Regions from separate parts of the Pan troglodytes genome. Here region 1 is linked to region 2. Evidence: chromatin contacts called from public HiChIP or PLAC-seq data. All regions are on one chromosome and are shown on one strand. The core of a region is the stretch at or near the end of the contact, and the rest is flanking DNA. Distances in the headings are between cores, read along the strand shown. Region 1 holds the start of ANP32A (acidic nuclear phosphoprotein 32 family member A). Region 2 holds the start of CORO2B (coronin 2B).

Region 1 (7,098 bases), core at 226-2,725, 240 kb before region 2:
CAGACTTCAAATTCCATTTATCATTTTATCTGAAAGAATTTACTGAGTAAAATCCTTAGTTGCAGGGCTTTACACTTGCAATCCATCAGGTTGCAATATTAAAGTTACTACAGCTTCTTCCCCAGTGTAAGCATTCTGTATGTGTTTTATTTACATTGTCACTTTTTATTTCCTCCTCAACTTCATATGCCTAAGAATGAAACTGTATTGCTATTATGCAACAGTATTTTAACTTTGCAACATACATACTGGCTTATCTCTCCTTTGAACTCCTGTTCCTGAAAAATAAACACATGTATCCAGAAAAACTACCTTGAGGTGTGTGGGGAAGAGTGCAGACATGTAGAAACAAACACTAAAATACAGTCGTGTGGAACGGTAAGGATGTATCTGTCCTTGTTGACAACAATCCCCGTGGTTTATTAACAGCCACAGGCAGCCAACTTAGTGCCGTAAGTCGGTAACCCAGTGGGCATCAGGGCTTTAAGGTCTCTTAAAACTTAATGTGATTCAAAAATACCCAAGGCAAACACGCCGAAAAACCTGGAGAAAGTGCTCCAGTTAGAGCCTCCTTGGCAACCCAAACCGAACCAAATGACTCAGGTGGACGATTAGAATAAACCGTGCGCCGTTCTCTTTCACTAGGTCTATAAAGCCCATAAATTATGTTTGGTCCAGAAAACCAGGAGTTATGAGCACCTTCCTTTTCCACCTTTTAATATTCTACATATCCAGCAACAGTTCTTAATCCATGGTCTTCATTCATTTGTTGCCTAAACAAGATCTTGGGTGTCTCTTGGTGATCACTTCTTCCAAGCTGACCTAATATGACAGCAAAGTGAAAAGCCTCTTCGTGGGAAGGGTCGCGACCGCGCGGTAAGTCATCCAAAAGTGGAAGCATCTTGCTTTTACTGACTTATGCATACGAGGGTGGCGATGGTGGCGGCCTGACAGGGACGAGGCCGGAGGGGAAGGGGCGCGCGGGCTGGGCAGCCGCGGCGGGGGTGACGGGGGCAGCCACGCTCCCCAGCGCGAGCCGCCGGACCCGGGACCCGACGAGCCCCTCCCGGCATTGCACCCTGACCCCTCTCCTCCTTCCAGGCCTTTCATCTGCCCTCCCGCTGGGCAGCCCGCGGTCCCCGGACCTCAAGCCGCCCGCCTCCTTCCGCAACCCCGTCGCGCCGCCCCGCGAAGCCCTCGGCCGGGCGGGGACCCCGACCCGACCCCTCCGGCCGCGCCCCTCCCCCTCGCAGAACGCACCTGCGGCCCCGCCCCCGGCCGAACGCTGAGGCGGCGGCTGGCTGGCAAGGCCGGGCGGCTCGGCCCTCGAGGCACAGTCACCTTCCCTTCCCCCGCCATTCCGCCCACCCCCCTCACTCAGCCACAGAGCAGCCGCCGCGCTCCTCAGCCGCCCCGAAATCTAAAGGGGTCCGTCTCCGGCACCACAACCAAATGGCCGAGCCTCCCTGGCCGGCTGCGCAGCCCACCCATTGGTCCCTTCCCCCCCCCGCCGCCACTGCCATTGGCTGTTGCCCGGAGACCCTCGGCGGCGATTGGCTCGGGCCGCTGCCGCTCGTCCGTGGGGCCGCAGATCCCGCCTCCACGGCGATCAGGTTAGTGTGCGCCGCGGGTGCTGGGGGCTCGAGAACCGAGCGGAGCTGGTTGAGCCTTCAAAGTCCTAAAACGCGCGGCCGTGGGTTCGGGGTTTATTGATTGAATTCCGCCGGCGCGGGAGCCTCTGCAGAGAGAGAGCGCGAGAGATGGAGATGGGCAGACGGATTCATTTAGAGCTGCGGAACAGGACGCCCTCTGATGTGAGCATTTGCCAAAAATATCTCTGTCGGTCCATTCTCCTACTTTGTGTGTGTGTGTGTGTGTGCGCGCGCTGGGGGGAGGCACTTTTTTTGGGGGGGGGCGCCCGGGAGGTGCGGGTTTGGGGGTCGGACTGCAAGCGAATTGGCAAGGCTGGGGGGTTGCAATGCCATCCGAGCATGTTCCGGCCGCCGCCGCCGCTGCCCTTGGTGTGTGACTACCTGTGCGTGTGCTCCCGCGTGTGCGAGTGTGGGTGCGAGAGTGTGCGTGCGAGTGTGCACCCATCGGGGGCCGGCGGGCGCACGCGTTTGGGTCGGAGAGAATAAGGCGAAATCACCCTCGGAGATCGCTGCTCCCGTGACTCCGTCTGGGGGGAAGATTAACGAGGGAGGAGGAGGAGAGGGGCTGCCTCCTGGATTTAACAACAAAAAAAGGGGGTTTTACATTTTATAAATGTATCCCCCCTTCCGCCCCCCTCCCGCGCCTCCCCCCTCCCTTTCTCTCGCTCGCTCGCACACACAATAAGTTTGGGGCTTCGCGAGTCCGGTTTAGTTTCTGATAAATGTGGGCCGAGGCCCCCGGGGAGAGCGCGTGGGGAGGGGGCTGCAGCGGAGTTGGGAATGGCTGGAGTTTAAAGTGCGTCTTCATTTCTTTGCAGTGATGAGGCGAGAGACGGGGGAGCCATATTTGTAACTTTGTAGTGTTCGTGAACGCGCCCTTTCTCTCCCTCCCTCCCTTTCTCTGCCTCCCTTCCTCTCCTCCTCTTTCTCCCTCACTCTTTCCACCCCACCTTCGGGCCAGATGCTGATGTTTCTTCCTTTCCTTCCGAAGGGAGGATAAATTAGAAGGAGGGGGAGGGATTTTCAAACGTGCTAAGGCACAGATAATCCCCGCGTCTCCCTGCCTCCAGCGATCGCTGGTGCAAGTTGCCCAAAGGCTACGTCCCGGTGCCCCCTCGCCCCAGCTCCTTCCGGCTTCCCCAAGATGCCAGCCTTTGGGCCCTGGTGCCCCCCAGCTCGAACCCCCGGCCCGTCTTTCTCAGTGCTGGGCTCGTCGGCAGCCATTCGGCGCCTGCTTAATAAATGGGCACGGGAAACTTTGTCAGGACGCGAGCTGCCCGGAGCTGGCGCCCGTGGTGGGTACTGGCTGGGTCCACGTTTATGCGGGCATGGCAAACACGCAGCTCTAGGATGGGAGTTTGCCCGCTAGCCGCCGTTATTGATTGGGCAGCGGCGGGAGCACGGCCGGAGGAAACTTACACGGGTGGGAATCGCGAGGCTCGAGCGAAAGCTTACCCCTGAGGAGGGGGAAGGTGAGGGTGGGTGACTCGAACGCTGGTTTTTATTTCTGCCTCCCTCTCGCTTTCAAACCTGAGTGTTTTCGGCGAGTTGGCGGCTCTGGGGCGGAGACTCCGGCCAGCTCCCCTCTTGGCCCCTTGGGGGGACCGGGGACGCGCTGGCGGGAGGACACCCCCAGTCTCGGTGGCCCGAGCTCCATGAGTTGGGAGTTTGGGCAGCACCGTGCGCTGGCCTGTCGCCCCTCTAGCCCGTTAAACCCGAATCCCGGCGAAGGCAGGCCTCGCTTCCTCTTTTCCCTAGTTCCTCCCCCAAACCTGAGTGAGACTTTTGAAAACAAGATCCTTTTTGTCTACCCCCTCCCCGCCTTAACGCAGCTGTGGACTGGAGACGTGCGAGTGCCTTATGGCGCGCAGGGCGGGGAGGGGGCGGCCGCGGGAGAGGAGGGGGCGCCGCCGGTGGAGGCCGGAGTTTCCGCGCACTATTTGCGGGCGGTTTGCCTCTCTCCGGCCGCTTTCGTCCCGGCCGGGACCCGGCGCCTAGCGTTTGGGGGCTGGGTGTGGTGATGGGGGAGGGGGCCGGGGCCGCGGTCTTCCCGCGTACTTTCCGGAAGCCCCCTGCGCGGAGGGGGAAGGGCGCCAAGCGCGGGGCCGGGGTCGCCGCGGGTGGGTGCGGGGGCGCGGCTGGCCTGGCGAACCCGACCGACGCTGCCGGCCCCCCGGGAGCAAGCAGGAAAGCGGGTCGAACCGGCTCTTTAAACTTCCCCGAGTGTGTGTGTTGGGGAGGGGAGCGCACCGCGCCGTACTGGGAGCGATTTCTCACGCTTCGCCCCCTCGCCTCCCAGCCTCGCGGCCCACACGCCTGCCCCCTGCCTGGAGGCGGGGTGGGGCGCGGGTGGCGGAGGAGGGGGCACTTTCTGCACATTTGCGGGGGAGGGGGAGAAAGCTAGCGAAAGAGGGACAAAAGGGTTGGGGGAGGAGGAACTGTATTTTTTTAAACGTTCTTAAGACAAATGGCTCCCGGAGCGCGCCCCCTGCGCCCCTCCCCGCCGCGCTGCCCCTGGGCCCCCCACACACCCACCTTCGGCACCTCTCCCAACTGGGCTCCGGGAGCTGGTGGCCATGCCGCGACGCCGAAATAGGACGAGCAGCCATGTTTCCCGGGGCTCGCGCCGCACGCCCCGCCCCTCCTCCCCGGCGCGGGGCGCGGGGCTCGGAATGCGGGTTCCGGGCTCCATGTGGCGCGGGGCGCTGGCAGGCGGGCGGCGGGGGTGCAGTACGCGCGGGGCCGGCCTTGTGGCTTTCTAGGCTGGTTTTGAGTTCCAGGTGTTTTATTTATTTATTTTTATTTATTTATTTTTTTTAACGGCTAGGCCCACCCGGGGCTGAGCCCGAAGGGCGCCGAGGCGTTACTGGGGGGCAGGAGCCGCCGCCAGGGCCCTGCGCGCCTGTGGCACGACTGCCGGGCGCCGGGCTGCCATTTTGTCACCGTGGCTGTTGTCGCTGTGGGGGGCGGGGGGAGCGGAGTCTTGCGCCATCACCCCGACGGCCTCCCGCGCGGAGGAGGCAGGGGGAGCTGGCTTTGGGGACCCCCAGTTGTGCTGTGAGCCCCGATGGGGGTTTCCGCCCCGCGCCAACGGCCTGAGGCTGTGCTGGAGCGTCACGGCGGCCGCGGCGCCGGGAGGACGACGATCCTCTGTGCAAATGCCCCCCCACGCGCTCCCTGCCTCCCCCGCCCTCCTCTCCGGGGTTTCGCCGTTCCTCCTGCAGGCGCTCAGACGTAGTTAAATGTGGCCTTAAGGACTAACCGATCGCTCTGATGTTTGCTCTTTCGGCGGAAGTGATAGAGTAAGGGGAACATTAAACATGAGGTTCTTTTGGCGGGGGTGAGGGGTGTCGCGCACGCGACTCTAGTGGCCCTGACTGAAGCCAAGGACAGCAGCCTGTTCCCCGGGAGGGAAGAGTTGTCGATCCGTTGGGGAAACGCCCTCCCGGGCTGGGCTCTCCGGGAAGGTAGGTCGAGCTCCGTGTTTCAGGTGGATGTTGCAGCGCCCTGCAGGCTAGGGGAACCCTCCTCCTCGGTCTAAACCTGCTCCTTCCCCCTTTTATTTTTGCCTGGGAGAAGGCAGCTACAATAGTAATGAGATCCTAAAGCGAAAGAGAGGGATGAAGGTTTGCTTTTGAAAAAAGTAAACCTCCTTTCTCTGGATGTTGACTTAGGAGCCAGGCAATTCGTCGCGTCGGGTCCTCCGATGCTGGCATCTCTGAGAATTTTAAAAAGCCGATATAGGTGCTGGTTAAGCACCTCACGAGCTGAACTCTGGTATCTGTGCAGAAACAAACTTTCATGGCAGTGTCCAGCAGAGGCTGCCTTGGAAGCCAGCTTTTACTTTGACCTTTGGAATACATCGCATGATGTTTTCCAGGCTGACTTACTGCCTAATTGGGTTCAAGTAGCATGATATTAACTACAGTTTATGCAAGCCAACCAGGAACTCGCAGGCAGAAAATTGAGCCTGAGTTCCCCTATGGTCATAGTTGAGTTCTGCTGCTGATAGTAGTTTCGAGTCTGAGGGGCTCCATGATGAAGATGGGCTTAGGAATTACACAGACCTGGGTTTGAATTCCTCCTGCCACAAGGAGGTAGGATACGTTTACCTGCCCTTGTGACCTTGGGCTGGTGAGCTTAACCTACCTTTTTGAAGCTTTGTTTCTTCACCTGTAAAACGGAATAATCCTGTTTAATCAGTAAATGATGACAAAACTGGTTTGATATGGCCCTCAGTATATGCCGTCTATATGACAGTGTTAGTCTCGGAGACATATCAGGGTGCTTCCAGGCATTACTTTGAGCTCCTCCATGGTTTAGGATAATAACAATATTAGCTAATGCTTACATAGCAACCACGCTGTGTCTGGCACATTTCTTAAGTGGATTACATGTATCAACTAATTTAGTCCCCACAACAGCACTATGAGGTAGGTATTATTATTATCATCGTCATTGTGCATATGGAAATTGAGGCATACAGGGGTTATCATGTGACCAGTGAGTGGCAGAACCAGGATTCAAACTCAGCCAGTCTGCATACTCAACCTCTACACTCTACTGCCTCCTTTGAAACACCCTTTTTTTCTTAAGATACTGTAAGGAAGAGCTTTTTCTTCCCCACCTTTGGAGTGGTGCCACCGTAGAAGGAGAATGAGTTTTCTATTATTGAAGATGCTGAAATGAAGAGTGGATAGCATCCTGGTTGGAGATATTAGAGGGCCAGGAAGTTCAGGACCAGGGGCTGTGGATTATCATTTTATGAAGCCTTGCACTGAGTTTGCTTTAGCACATCACAGTGGGTTAGGTTGAAGTGGATCTGGCCTTTAAGGTGCTGGGGGACACATTTTGAGTAAGGAGAAGACAAGCAGGAGCTGCTCAGGCAGTCTGCATCTGCAGCCAAAAAAACTCAACATAACTGGCATGTCTTTAGTATCTGGGACATAGTATGCTCATAGCACCTCATGGATCATCTCACTTAATCATCCCAGCAACTCTTTAAGAGTAGGCCAAGCAGTGCAATGCCACCCCTGTTGTGAGGATGAATCATCTGATTTTTGGAGAGGTTGAGCAACTGGTAGGTGGCACAGCCGGGTTCTCGCACTGCAAAACCACAGGCCCCTTCGGTGGACAGAGATTCCGAGGATTGGATAGTTCATTGGGTCCATGGCCCATTACCAGAATCACGTGAGAGGCATGTAAAATGCAGATTCCTGGGCTCCACCCCAATCACAGGAGTACCACAGCAATCACCAAACTATAACTGAGCTCCCAATTTTTGTACAGTCATGAGCTAAGAATTATTTGTACATATAAACGTTGCAGTCAATTTGATGGTATGGAACACTCTTTGAATCCCAATGACTTGAAATGTTATTCCCCCAAAAAATAAGAAATCCACTTGTCTCGTTAGCAGATCTCGTTACAAAAAAAAAAATTGTAC
Region 2 (6,971 bases), core at 3,130-5,629:
AGCCTCAAACTTACTGAATGACTTTGGGCAAGTCACAACTTCTGCTCCCAGCATCTCAGTTCCCTCATTTCTCAGGGGAAAGGGTTGGGTGATTTGCCCGCTCCAAAATTTTATTCTCCTATGGGTGATTCTGTAGGGGCCCTAGAGACACATGATCTTTGGAAAATGCAGGCCTGCTATTACCTGGGCAGGATAACATCATCCTCAGTCCTTTCACATTCAGCAGGAGCCACTGGCTCTTATCAGCAGGCTGTGCCCTGCTGGAGCTGGGGCAGGAGAGGGAAGGCTGCCTGCAGAAAGAGGGGCCAGGGCACAGTTGATCGTGCTGCCCACGGACCTACAATCTATCTGCTTAGCAGGGAGGAGCATGTTGGCATGAAAGGTCTTCTCTTTTCCCACACTCCCTCTCCTAAGGCCTTCTAAGATGCAGCAGGCAATTGTGCTGCTCAGGGTACTTTGCTCCTGGACCGCTGACCCCCCTGAGCCAGGCTCAGGAAGGTAAAAAGCATTCAGCTCACTAGCGTCTAACTTAACACAGCACACCTCAAAATAGGGGAGCCTGGTCACTATAAGCCACCTCCTCCCTTACCTGGAAGACCCACCTCTGGGTCACATCACAGCCAGCAGCCAGGAAATCACCCCAAAGGGCCTCTGAGCAGTACAAAGCGGGTTGCAAGGGCCTAGACTTCAGCTCACAGGTTTTCTTATAGCCCATTAACTTGTACTTTACACACGACTCTATTAATGTACCTTGTCCTCTGCTTTTCCAGTTGATAGCAATGTAGAAACAGATATTTAGAACTGGAGAAGCACTGCTAGTCTGGTATATGACTGAGATGGAACAGAACAAGAAAATTATACAAAGCAGTCAGAAGAACCTGAAGAATAAAATCAGCTGGAGCTACTTGTCTCAGGGAAAGCAGCCTTGGCTCCCTCGCCCCGAGCTGCCCTAGGAAGCACGTTGGACTGAGAGGAGGCAGCACCTTGACCTCCTGTGCATGCTCAGGGCCCTGCATCAGAGCCTTCCTTCCCTCCACTCTTTCTTCCCTTTTTCTGGCTTTCTTCTCTTTCTCATCCTATAAAGAAATTAAGGTAACTTACTAAATTACATACAATCAAATAAAGTTTAAAACATAGCCAGGAGAAATGCCACGGGGCTAGAAGTTCTCTGGGGCTCTGTGTTCCTAAGGCTAGTTAGGGCAGGAGTCCTTCAGAAACCACAGGGTTTGCCTGCAGCTTTAGCAGCTGTGCCTCATGGTTAAGGGGGCAAGGGGATGTATGAAAGAGAGGCAGAAAACGGAAAACAGGCTCACCTCCTCTACAGAAGTGCTACTGAGGATCTAGCAACTTGCCATCTGCTTTCCTCTTCTCCACTTGCCAGGCCTCTCTGAGCTCAGAGCTCCTGCAGTCCATACCTAACCCTGGCCCAGAGGACTCTGCCCTGAGGGGACCTGATACAAGGACTAAGGCATTCGTCCAAGGGGCAGGAAGTTGGGACCCAGCCATGACCCTCTGCCTGGAGAAGCAGCAGCAGAGAAGGCTAGAGCCCTAGACACTGCCCTGGGAGCTCACTCTCGAACCCATTTCCTCCCCTACCTACTGCTCCCAGTGTGTCAGCAGCGATCCTACCTCTCACACCCTCTTTAGGGTTCTCCTTCATATCTGTCTTGTAAACAGACCACCCCTCAGAGAACAAAGAGTCTCCCAATCTCCATCAGAGGTGACTTTCTTGCCAGAACTGAAGCTGCACCAAGGCTCAGCAGAAGAGGCCCTAGAGATCATTGGAACCAAGTCTTACATTTGACAAATAGAAAAACAGAGGCCCAAGGATGGAAGTGACTGGTCCAAGGTCACACAGCCTGTTGGTGGCTAATTTAGGACTAGGGGCCAGGCCTTCAGACTTCCAGAGCACGGTGGCTTTCCCTATGGTACTGGAAGAGCTACTACCAGCGGGCTTGTAGACAGCAAGGCAGTCCCCAGGGCCTTTCCTGCATCCCTCTTGCTCTCTGTTCCCCACAAGAACACGCTGGTCTGTGAAGGGCCAGCAAGGGGAGAGAAGATAGGGTTAAGGTGGGGATTTTATTTAATCCTCTGAGCTTGCTTAAGCCAAAGCCACATTGGTTAGAGCAGGAGGTGAGCGACATGGAGGGTTTGTTGGGGGCTGGGTATGGGGGTGGAGGAGTGTTGAATAGTTACTGGATACCAAGAAGCTAGGCCTGCCAGTGGGCTTAACAGGTAAGCACCCACTTTCATGGACTCCCTGTCCCATCCCTGCTTCAAGGTTCAGGTCTCCAAGCAGTGCTCCTCTACCATGGAAGTCCCCCAGTAGCCAGGATGCCCAACGATGCAGAGCAGTGCAAAGATCACTGGCCATAGATTGAGACAGACTTGAGGGCAAACCCCAGCTCTGCCACATACATGCTGTGTGACCTCAGGCAAGTCATTTCACCTCTCTGAGCCTCAGTTCCTTCCACTGTTAAAGAGAACTGAACACACCTTCCTTGCAGGCCTCCAGGGAAGGAAGGCTGCATGAGCTCGTGCACAAAAAGAGACACAGGGGAGGCGCTGAGTTAATCCTCAGCGCTATTATTAAAACCTCACACCCTTTCTCTCTCTAGCCGGGCCCATCCATTACTCCTCTGTCCCAGGCTGCTTGCATCTTTGACATTAATAACCTTAATATCCCTCCCAGCTGAATAGCATTTGCATCATTTCAAAACCCTAAGCATCTTACCCCAGGTGGGTCACAACAGCCCTGCCAGAAGTAGCCAGAGCTGAGGAAGCCCCTGCACCCTCAAGTTCATCTTCTCACAATGCTCCCAAGTCCCAGAACCAAGGCCAATGGCAAAGTTTGGAGTTGGGCCCAAGAATCCGCACAAACATTCAGTCTTGGGGCAGACCTCAGGAGGGCAAGGGTAGGCCCTGGCTTACCAGAAGGAGCCAAAACCACCCCACCTCCATCACTTGCACCCCAACCCTCCATCTGGCCCCACTGCTCTGACCACAAGCGGGCTGCCGGTCCCACTTTGGCCTCCAGCTCCCCAATTCTGGGACCCAGCTGGGCAGCTGGAAAGGGTGGAGTCTGGCCCTTGAATGGACGGCCAAGCCCGAGGCCACCGCCAGACTGTGAGCTCAGTACCCAGACAGATCTCTCTGAAGAGTGTGGGTTCACACCCTTGATTTTATTGGTTCTTTAACAGCCTGTCACGACCCAGGACCCATATTATCTCCCTCACAGCACACAAGAAGAAACTGAGGCCCAAAGTGGACCCCTCCCCGACCAAGGTCATCCAGGGGATTTGGGATAGAGCTGGGATTGAACTCAGGTCTCCCTGGTCCCTTGACCCTGGCACTTTCCACTGCCCCATCATCTTTCCTCTTAACTCTTTCCTCCCTACAACTAGGAAGCCCCTGAAGTCTCTCCAATAAACGTGGGCCCCTATGACAAGGCCCAACAATCATCCTCCAATATGGGGGCTGCCAAGATGCCCACCTTTGCTTCCCCTGTCACATTCCCTCCCCACATCTTCAAGCCAACCACCTGGACCTGCCCTGTCTCTGGTAGCGGCTCCCGGGACTGGGCAGCGCCTTCTGCACAGAGTGGCTTTGGAGTGGAGCCAGCGCTCCCGGCATGGGCGGCAGAGGCTGGCAGGTGGGGTGGGGTTTCCCCCCGCTGGCCTCCTCGGGGAGGCAGGCCCATCCCCACACCCACTGCTCAGCACCAGCCCCTGCCAGCGACGCTTCCCGCCGCGCACTCCCTGGAGGGACACCGCTAGCCGCCCAGCCCAGCTCTCCAGGGGTTAAAAATGCAGCATCCCAAACAAGGGTTAAAAATGCAGTCCCGGGGTTGGGCCGGGCGCGGAGGGATGTTGGCCAAACCGCCGGGGCTGCCAGAGCGGCATCCTCCCCCTGGCCTCCGCAGTCCTTGGGGGCCGGAGTGACTCGAGCGGATCCGGCAGCAAGAGAGGCGCGCGCCGCACCTTCCCGGCACCGGCGCCCCCTCCCCACACCCACACCCCCGCGCCCCCCGCAGCCTAGCCCGGGGGCTGCAGGCGCCCGCGGGTCCCGGGCGCGGCGGGCGAGCGGCGCTTACCTTTGTGACAGTCATGCAGAAACTCCGCGGCGGAGCGGGGGCGCGGGCGCGGCGTGCGGGGGCGGCGGCGGCGGCCCGGGGCGGCGGCGGGAAGGGGGTCCGGCAGCTCCCGGCTCGCTCCCCGCGCCCCGCCGGCGGCTCGGCCGAGCCTGGGGGCTGCGCTCCGGGCGGGCAGCGCGCAGGGACCGCTCGTCGGCGCTCGCCCGCCGCTCGTCGCTGATGTCAGCCCCGAATGTGCATTTATAATAGATGAGCCTCCTTCGCCGCAGGAAGGCGAGGCAGGAAGAAAGGGAGAGAGGGAGAGGGCCCGGGCTGGGGGGCGGGGGGAGGAAGAGGGGCCGGGAACTCGCTACAAAGGAGGAGGCGGAGGGAGGAGGAGGAGGAAGCGCAGCCCGCCAGCGGCCGTGCCCCGAGCCTCCCGCTCGATCGCCGGCCGCCGGGCACCGCTGCTCCCGGAGTCGGGACGGGCGCCCGGGTCCGCGGCCTTAACCCCTTCGGGCCTGCGGACGCCACGCGGCTGGGCGAGGCTGGCTCCCGGCACCTGCCTGCTGGGAGAACGGGCGGCGCCCCGGGCTCTCGGGTGCCCCGCTGGCCCGGGGACGCTGGTGAAGTCACAGGCTGGACGGCCGAGGCGCTGCGCGGGCAAAGAAGGCGGTCGGGTTCGCCCCCTGGAGGCTCGCAAAGTCGGCCCGTGGGCCGTGAGTGTGGCGCGGCGGGCTGGGAGGGGCGTGGCAGCCGCAAGCCCGGGAGCCCTGCCCGCACCCCCACCTCGCGCTGGCCCGGGGCACAGGGTGGCCAGACGGATTTGTGTAAGCACTCTTTCGAATCTAATTCCCGCCGCGATGACTTGCCCGAAGGCCACCTTAGTGAGTTTTGCAGAGGAGGAAACTGACGATCAGAGTGGGACGGACGTGGGAAGTGACTTAGACCACAGCACAGGACCTGCCTGCCCGAGCCGTTCCTCCCGCTCTTTCCACTCGGCCGCTAGCTCCCTAAGGAACCTCTTGTTATAGAAGCTGTCCTGCCCTAGGACTGTCTACACTACCACTGAGTGCCGCTCTACTCGTGGAGTGATAACACAGGTGCGTCCTGTGCGCTGATCCAATCCTGACTCGGGGCACAGTGTGTCCTGGAGCTGCTGCGGAGATTTGAGGGACAGTCACCTGAAGGTGACCTCACAAGTCTTGAGAAAGGAGTCTGCCTCCCAAGCACCTGAGCAGAACCGGTTTCCGCAGATACAGAACCGCGGAGAGGGTGGAGGGGAGGGGTTAGCAGAGGTGGAAGCAGAGGGGTTCTCCAAGCAGGACAGCCTGGCAAGCCCGGAAGTGCTGGCTTCCTGCTCCACCGTAATTACCGGTGCAATTCACCAGGACAGCGAAGGCAACGTCATATATGAGCACCTGCTCTGTGAAAGTGCTGGGGGAACAGAGAGGAGATGGGATGCCTGCCTTCCAGGAGACCAGTGTCTAGATTGGAGCAATAATAATAGAGTAACCAGCCTCCAGGAAGTGCTTTGTGGGTCATTGTGCAATTTTTTTTTTTTTTTTTTTTTTTTTTTTTTTTTGAGACCGGAGTAGTCTCACTCTGTCGCCCAGGCTGGAGTGCAGTGGCGCGATCTCAGCTCACTGCAACCTCCGCCTCCTGGATTCAAGCGATTCTTCTGCCTCAGCCCCCCGAGGATCTGGGACTACAGGAACGCGCTACCACGCCTGGCTAATTTTTTATGTTTATTAGAGACGGGGTTTCACCGTATTGGCCAGGCTGGTCTCGAACTCCTGACCTCGTGATCCATCCGTCTCGGCCTCCCAAAGTGCTGGGATTACAGGCATGAGCAACCTCCCCCGGCCCTGCCATTTTTAACCACATTTTCTTGGGAGCCCTAAATGCAACAGTGTGAGGAAAGAATTACCGTCCCCATTTTGCTGATGAGTAAACAGATTTAGAGAAGGGAAGGGAATTGCCCAAGAGCACACAGTGACAGAGCGAGGACTTGAATGAAAGTCTTCTTAAATCAAGCTCAGCATTGTGCTTTGAATCCGTGAACTCCAGGGTCCATTCCTACTTGCTGCCTTATTTGAGTTTCACAGGTGTCTTAGGACATAGCTAGGCAGCTATTCGTTCCCCAGGGGAGTTCCAGGGACTTACTAAATCTCTTGGGTAGCAGATGTGCTGCAGACCTCAGGCGTCTCCTCTGTGCCAAACCCTTCCTAAGGCATCTTCCCACGTTGCTTGCCTGCCAGGAATGCTCTCTTATTCTTCTGCACTAACTCAAACGCATCCCACCTCTCACGGCACCACCTCCTTGCCACCTCTCCTGACAACTCCAGCCCAATGGCTCTCCCTGTTGCATTTAGTTCTGAGTGTCTGGTCTCATTTTCATGAGCCTCTGAGCACAGAGGCATGCCTTCTCTCACTGTGTACCCCTGGGCACATAGTAGGAGCTTAGCAAATATTTAATGCCACCAAGAACAAATCAAGCAAAATATACCTTTAACCTGCAGCAGAGGAAATTTAAATTAGGCCCATGAAAGCATTTCCCACCAGCGAGCTGTCCAGCATTGGAAGAGTCAGATTCCCTGTCTCAGCTGTCTTGGGCAGGTCAGCCTCTAGCCAGAAGGATGGAGCTCAAGACCTTTCCAGGGCCCTTCCAGCCCTAGGACCCCATCGGAAACCTTTAAAGGGCAACTCAAGGACACCAGTCACCCTGCACCCATGGCTGTGACTTGTCTGTCCACTTTTATATCTTACAGAGATTTCAAATCCCAGATTGTCATCCTGAGCTCCCAGCATGCCTCTTGGCACCTTTCCCGCCATCCGCCGTTGTTGTGGGCTCTGAGAATGAGACAAGTACTTAATAGCAGCTTGAGCCAAATATAAT

The links. HiChIP or PLAC-seq counts read pairs in DNA pulled down with a chosen protein or histone mark.
Region 1: an H3K4me3 HiChIP or PLAC-seq map of stem cell-derived excitatory neurons shows a contact between it and region 2, with 4 times the contacts expected there. The contact joins the promoter of ANP32A here to the promoter of CORO2B in region 2. A contact is called at or near these places in 1 of 7 Hi-C or Micro-C datasets (stem cell-derived neural progenitor cells) and 1 of 1 datasets of contacts at active chromatin or transcription factors (stem cell-derived excitatory neurons).

What each region holds. Positions count from the first base shown.
Region 1 is chr16:60,816,296-60,823,393 of NHGRI_mPanTro3-v2.0_pri, reverse strand. ANP32A (acidic nuclear phosphoprotein 32 family member A) reads left to right here and starts at 1,475. Exons shown (of 7, transcript XM_003954520.6): 1 at 1,475-1,814. The coding sequence starts at 1,761. It overlaps LOC134808456 (a long non-coding RNA gene), which reads right to left and starts at 1,348. Exons shown (of 2, transcript XR_010151401.1): 1 at 1,261-1,348; 2 at 1-822.
Region 2 is chr16:60,577,078-60,584,048 of NHGRI_mPanTro3-v2.0_pri, reverse strand. CORO2B (coronin 2B) reads right to left here and starts at 4,379. Exons shown (of 12, transcript XM_009429434.5): 1 at 4,094-4,379. The coding sequence starts at 4,108.